2 separate regions of the Mus musculus genome follow, and region 1 is linked to region 2. Evidence: chromatin contacts called from public Hi-C data. All regions are on one chromosome and are shown on one strand. Each heading gives the region's core, a stretch centred on a gene start, on an enhancer-like site or on the middle of the called end of the contact. The rest is flanking DNA. Distances are from core to core; before and after follow the strand shown. Region 1 has its middle 14 kb from the start of Atg4c. Region 2 overlaps Dock7 (dedicator of cytokinesis 7).

Evidence for each region. A called contact is a pair of places that touch in the nucleus more often than the background predicts.
Region 1: a Hi-C map of muscle stem cells shows a contact between it and region 2, with 2.5 times the contacts expected there. The contact joins two enhancer-like sites. A contact is called at or near these places in 2 of 39 promoter capture datasets (the C10 cell line and the HPC-7 cell line), 40 of 484 Hi-C or Micro-C datasets (the AML12 cell line, B cells, the C2C12 cell line and 25 more) and 5 of 115 datasets of contacts at active chromatin or transcription factors (bone marrow-derived macrophages, embryonic forebrain, embryonic stem cells and 2 more).

The regions. Positions count from the first base shown.
Region 1 is chr4:99,178,225-99,181,700 of GRCm38.p6, reverse strand. No RefSeq gene overlaps it. Among named protein-coding and RNA genes, the nearest start is that of Atg4c, 14 kb to the left of the region's middle. Within about 2 kb of position 2,055, at least 19 of the 459 cell types and tissues checked have an H3K27ac peak or open chromatin away from gene starts, as enhancers often do. A contact at or near this core is called in muscle stem cells, where this site is marked.
Region 2 is chr4:99,105,289-99,108,755 of GRCm38.p6, reverse strand. The region is part of intron 1 of Dock7 (dedicator of cytokinesis 7); the gene reads left to right. Among named protein-coding and RNA genes, the nearest start is that of Dock7, 14 kb to the left of the region's middle. Within about 2 kb of position 2,180, at least 14 of the 459 cell types and tissues checked have an H3K27ac peak or open chromatin away from gene starts, as enhancers often do. A contact at or near this core is called in muscle stem cells, where this site is marked.

The DNA of each region.
Region 1 (3,476 bases), core at 806-3,305, 73 kb before region 2:
AGTCCAAAATTGACTTTACAGGCACAATTCTTGGGTTCTCAGACTTCACATTTCTCTTAGCCTGATCACAGTTATAACTCAACCTAAGATCCTCAGATTCAATTTATTTCTCTCTCTCCTTTACTCTCCTTCTGTCTAATATAACTGAATTCAGAGGTGGAATGAACTTGCTGTGACTTCTCTTGGTTTCTTTTCTTTGATTTTTCTGTTGTCCTTAAACTCATAGGATAGCCAACCCATGCTTTCCGTTTTCCTCTGTACTTGTTACACAAGAAGAGAAAGACATCTTTGGGAGCAAAAAGCTGTCTTCTCAGAAGCTCCAACATATGCATTTTTGCATCTAATTAGTCTAAAATGATTAATAAGGTCAAGGTAAATTCACCCAATGGGTTGGCAAATTGATAATTCAATGGGCCCAGTGAAGACAGTCTTCCCAGGGCCTGCTTCTGGAACTGAGTATGACCCGTGACTAAAATTAGGATAGGGTGTTCCACAAATGAACATTGGCAGAATTGACACAAGGATCAAAAATAGATTCAGGACAGCAAACATAACAACTGTAACAGAAATCAACGCTGGGGTGGACGCCAGAAGATTCTGACACAAGCCCAGCAAGAGACAGCCAAGCCCTGGGCAAGAAGTCAGTAGAGTTCATAGAAGTGGCCAGACTCAAACGCTGCTCAAAAAACGGGTGGATGGTGCATGATGCCTAGCTGGCTGGAAAGCTGGAAAGTGGTTATCAATCACAGATGACTCCAAATGGGAGTTTTTTTCTTCCAGGCGGACACAGTTAGCCTGAGTTTTCAGATGTACTAGCCTGGGTTTTTACAGCATTGGCTAAGCTAACCTAAAGAGCTCTCACTGGTTCCTATGGAGGTTCTTGGTGTTCCTGCTGTGACACACTGCTTTTCTCTGCCACACTCCTTCAAACATCAAGTTCATGTCTGCATCAGCTTCTTCATGCACTGTACTAGACAAGACTAACTCAACAACACAGTCAAGTTCGAAATTATTTTGAAGTAGTTTTTGAAGTGTCAGAAACTGGCTCCTTTACAATAGGAGACACAGCTGGGGTGGCTGCCCCGCGGACAATTCCCCTGTGACCCTTTCCAGCTAGAGATCTGAGATGTCGGTTCAACCTCCGGACTCCCCGATAGTCACAGGGGTTCAATGTGGTGTTTGGGCAGTTGGGGGGCATAGAGTTCTTTTCTAAACAGTTTTCAGTTTGAAGCGGAGGAAAGAAAGTCACAGGCTGGGGGGTGGGGGTGGGGTGGATCCAGCAGTGAGAGAGCACTGATCCAGCATGCTTGAGGCCTTGAGCTCAAGCCATCAGTGCATGCTCACACAACAAACCCAAGATCAAGCCAGCTGAGAAAGCCAGCATGGATGAACCGGGGCCCATGAAATCCTGCCCGAGTCTGAGGTACTTGATGAGGTGTGGGTAGGGAGCGTCAGTTTCCTTCAGGGTTGCAGCCCCTGCAGAGAATAACCATGCTCCGTAAGCTGCCTTTCATCCATGCACATGAAGTTGGGAAGGAATAGTGGAAGCGGAGGTTAGGAGAGAAATTGGACGCGAGGAGATGGAGGGGTAGATGTAATCAAAATACATCACGTGAACGTGTGAAATTCTCAAAGCAACAACAACAACAACAAAAATCATTGAAGAAACATACTCAGAAAGGAGCAGGTCACTGGAACGTCGGTGACAGGTGTCATTTATGTCCTGGATACTGTCATCACTGTGACCAGATCTGTCGCTGACCTTTCTGTAATCTGATCACGTGCTCCGCCGAAGCTGAGATCTCCGGTGCCTGGCACATGACTCCAGGCTCCGGCTTATTGTAGAGCTAGAGACTTGATTCGAAGGAACAACGACAGGGCCCAGCTTTCTGTGCCCACAGGAAATAATTTTAAAACCGGACAGAATGGGCCTCAGACCCTGGTCCTGAAGCAGTAAGTCGTCACTGATCTCTAGGCAGAGAGAACAACACGTGAGCTCCGTGACCGCCCGGTTTCTCTACTATGACTCAGGAATTGGGAACCCCGGTAGGGCCTCATATTTTCACTGAGCTCAGGGTCTGGGAGGGCTGAGGTAGCGAGAATCTGAGAATACGTGCTGCACATCAGAGAGGAAATTGCTGCCTAGAGGGATTGGCCTGAGACTTACTGATGTCTCCCTCCCACTTCATTGCTCAGGGAAGTCTGAGTACTGTGTGTGTGTGTGTGTGTGTGTGTGTGTGTGTGTGTGTGTGTGTGTGTGTGTGTGGTGTGTGTGTCTGTGTGTCTGTGTGTGTGTGTGTGTCTGTGTTTTCCATGTATCCCAGTCTCCAGATTTTTTTTCTAAAAACAGAGAAAACATCTACAACCAGCTGAATAATTCATTTATTATTCATATAAAACTCGTATTTCCCCAGTTCTTAGATCTCTAATCAGAATCATTGATACATTAAGACAATTGTACACACTGTCTTAATGATCAATAATAACCAGCAAGCAAATGGCTGCGTCCCCACCACTGTCCTCAGGGAGAAATGTTACATAGTTACAATGATATGCCTGATAAGATGGGAGCAGAGCGTTTTAATACATTTACTAAAACACACCAGAGCAGCTTCCTCAGGGTCTGGCTGACCCAGTGCCTTGGCAAACACTGACAGTGACCTATGTCCGGAGGGAAAGAGCACATGTCACGCCTCACACATTGATGCCCTAGATTTAGCAGAACAGAGCTCATTTCTTTCTCTCTTTGTTTTTCCATCACTAAGGTCGTTCCTTTGTTGGCACTTGACTTTCATGCCCTGGAATGATTTTTTTTCCTGTAAATAAATTAGTTTATTTGAATAAAAATCCGTGGCTAAACTACAAGCTATGCTTTAAAAAAAGATTTTAAATTCATTTTATTTTACGTTTAGGAGCACTTTGGCTGCACTAACCTCAGTGCACCGAGTCCATGCCTGTTGTCCCCAGAGGATGGAGAGGTGTCAGATCTCCTGGAACTGGAGTTACAGACAAGGGTGAGCTGCCATGTGGATGCGGAAAACTGAACCCAGCTTCTTTACAGGAGCAATAACTATGCTCAATCAGTGAGCCAGTTCTCTAACCCCCAAATTATAATTCCTACTTTTAAAAAGATGACCATCACGGCACTGGGGCCGGAACAATTAATGCCCAAATAAGGTCATTTCATACTGGTAGGTACAGCAGACTTACAAGAAATAGGAATGTTTTAGATGTTAAAGATCCAGCTGGGCGTCTGGAAAGATGGCTCTGTGGGTTAAGAGCATGTAGCATATCTACAGAGAACAAGAGTTGCTTTTGAGGACTCATGTCAGATGGCCCACAACCTCTGTAACTGTAACTCCAGGCCCAAGGAATGCAACATTTTCTAGCCTCTAAAGACATCTTTATACATGTAAATATACACACATACACATAAACAAAAATAAAATGAACATTTTTTTTAAATCCATTTGGAT
Region 2 (3,467 bases), core at 931-3,430:
TTTTGCACAGTTTAGGGTCAGCACTAATATAAAGTGTGCTATGGTTTGCGGTAACCCTGTTGGAAGTTTGACAGGTATTGCCTTGTCTCTGTACAAGAGTGTGGGGAGAATGACCCTCTAGACAAGACTGAGCTTTTCATGACATGGGCAGTCTTTGTTCACTTAGATTTTATTCAGCATTTTATTTTTAAAAATTCTTAGACAGTTTCGTGTGTGTGTGTGTGTGTGTGTGTGTGTGTGTATGTGTATGTATGTATGTATTTGCTCTCTTTTCCCTATTTCTTTTCCTGATGAAATGTTTTTGCTTTTTTGTTTTTCCCCAATAAGGATACACCCCTATGTTCATGGTTTGTGGGGGGATTAAGCTTAATTAGGGGTCCTTGCCTGAATATGGGTAGGATACTTACTGGAGCAAGGGCAACTTAGTGACTTTCACACTGAAGTAAAGGACACACTCAGAGACTCCTCCCCGATCCGTGATGAAATGTTGCTGGGCTCATTTTTGTGCTGGTTTTAACACAGCTGCAGTAGGCTCATGAGTGCTGTGGCCAGGTCAGGTCCAGATGTCTGTCTGCTTGGGTCTCCCCATCGCTTGGCTCTTATATTCTTTTCTTTCTTCCTTGCTGTCTCACCAGCCGTGGAAGGGCTGATCTAGCTGTAGAGAAGTGACCATGTAATGCTCAATCCTAAGTGGGATGTCATTTTGTTTTGACACAGGATTTCCTGTAGTCCAGCCTGGCTGTGGATTTGCCTTGTAGCCAAGAGACCTTGAACTTCTGATCTTACTGCCTCTACTTCCCCAGTGCTGGGATTACAAGTGTGCATGGTACAGGCATGGCTTCATGCTAGGCAGATACTGTGCTGGCTAAGCTACATTCCTAGTCTCTTACTTGGTTTCCTTTCAGTAGATTTAGGTTTTCAGTGTACAGCTGTCACCTCTTCTACCTTCTTTTGGCCTTGCTCTTCTAGTCTTTTTCTCCTTTTGGTAAGTTTATTTTAAACTACTTTTGTTTGGGATGTTACCATACAAAGGTTTATTTAATGGGTTTATTCATTGCTAGGATATATAAATACTGTTGATTTTTGAATATTGAAGTAGTATCCTAGGATACTTGCTAAGTGTGTTTATTTTACTGTCTTTTCATGGGTTCCTTAGAGTTTTCTGTATGGAGTATCGTCTTGATAAGTAAGAGACAGTTTTATTTCTTTTTCTTTTCACTCCAGATGTTTCTCTCTCTTACCCCTTGGCCTCTTTCTCCTCCTCTAACTCCCAGATTGCCTGTTTTATGAGTGGAACATCCTTCGTGGGAACAAGGTCAGCAGGACGACCCCCTCCACTCCCCCTCCCTCCTCATATGTGTGTGTGTGTATGTGTGTGTGTGTCTTTATGCTTTGTCTGTGTGCATGTGTGGAGGCCAGAGGTGAGTGTCGGGTGGCGTCCCCATTTGTTCTCCATCCTGTTTTTTGAGACCAGAGCTCCCTCATTTGTCTGGACGATTGGCCAGCAGGCCCTGGGGTGCTCTAAGCGCTGAACCATCTCTCTAGCCCTGCAGCAAGCATTTTAATGATTGTGCTAATTTCCAGCAGCCTGGCTCTCTTATGATGTGTGCTCTCACTGTTGCTGATCACTCTTAATCCTGACTGGTCAGTCAGATGATGTTCTGTCATCGTAGCTTCTCAAAATCTAAGAGAGTATTGGCTTCTACTGGGTGGTGTGCGATATCTTTATGGCCACACTCTTTTTCTTTTTTGACACCTCTCCCATGACCACACTTCTTGTAACTTGTGTTCAGGCTGGCCTCAGGGGTGGGTCTTTTGCAGTGTAATCCATCCTGAAAGCATTACTTGCATCTCTTTTCTTGCTGACTCAGTCTCCGTGGAGAAAGAATTTATCTGGTCACTTCATCTCTCAGCCAGTAAGTGACATTTCAGGGCTCAGCGCCTGACAGCATAATAGGTGCGTTCCATGGTCAGACCTGTTTCCCAGTGGTTTAGGTTTTGATAAGGGGACTTTCACTATAGCAGTCTGTCTCCCCTGGGAATGCCGTGTAGAGTGCAGGCAAGTTCTCCATATCCGTGTTTCATGCTTCTTCCTTTCCACTCAGGCTAATGCAGGGCTGGGACCTGGGGTTTGCCTCCTGATACCCCTTATGCAACTTTTGGCTGAGAATGGCAGCCTCGTGCTGTAACACTCCAGACTGGAGTGGTTTCCCCTCTGCTCTTCCGCACACTTGCTTTTTCTCCTCCTATTTCATTGGTTAGAACCTCCAGCATAATCTGAGCCGACAAAAACCCTCACTTTCTTCATGATCTAAGGAAAAGAACATTCAGATTTTCACAGTGGAGTTTTTGGTTGGTTGGTTTTGTTTTCAGAAAGAATCTTACTATACAAACAGGGCTGGCGTTGAACTCATAGGGATCCCCCTGCCTCTGCTTCCTGAGTGCTTGATTAAAGGTGTGTACATCATTGCTGGCTACAAGTATGTTATGAATTGTAGTCAGATACTGTAGGAAGGGATAGGATAGAACATGAGGTGCTTTGTACTGCAGCTAAGGCAGGAAGATTTAATGAGTTTGATGCCAGGGGGATTCTAGGCCAGCCTGGGGTTCAGAGGGAGATCTTGTCTTAAAAAAAATCAGGAAAACAAAAACAAAAAATTTTGAATAAATTAGGATTTAACAACTAAAGCATCTAACTTACACAAAGACTACTTTATATGCTTGTGGGCAAGACAGTTCTGGGCATATACCCAGAAGAAGTTCTAACTGGTAATAAGGACACATGCTCCACTATGTTCATGGCAGCCTTACTAATTAATAGCCAAAAGCTGGAAAGAACCCAGATGCCCCTCAACAGAGGAATGGATACAGAAAATGTGGTACATCTACACAATGGAGTACTACTCTGCTATTAAAAAGAATGAATTTATGAAATTCTTGGGCAAATGGATATATCTGGAGGATATCATCCTTAGTGAGGTAACCCAGTCACAGAAGAAGTCATTAGATATGCACTCACTGATAAGTGGATATTAGCCCAGAAACATAGAACACCCAAGATACAATTTGCAAAACACAAGAAATTCAAGAAGAAGGAACACCAATGGGTGGATGCTTCATTCCTCCTTAGAATAGGGAACAAAATACCCATGAAAGAAGTTAGAGACAAAGTTTGGAGCTAAGACGAAAGGATGGACTATCCAGAGACTATCCCACCTGTGGATCCATCCCATAATCAGCCACCAAACCCAGACACTATTGCATATGCCAGCAAGATTTTGCTGAAGGGACCCTGGTATAGCTGCTTCGTATGAGGCTATGTCATTGCCTGGCAAATACAGAAGTGGATGCTCACAGTCATCTATAAGATGGAACACAGGGCTCCCAATGGAGAAGCTAGAGAAAGCACCCAAGGAGCTAAAGGGTTCTGCAACCCTATAGGTGGAACAACAATATGAACTAACCAG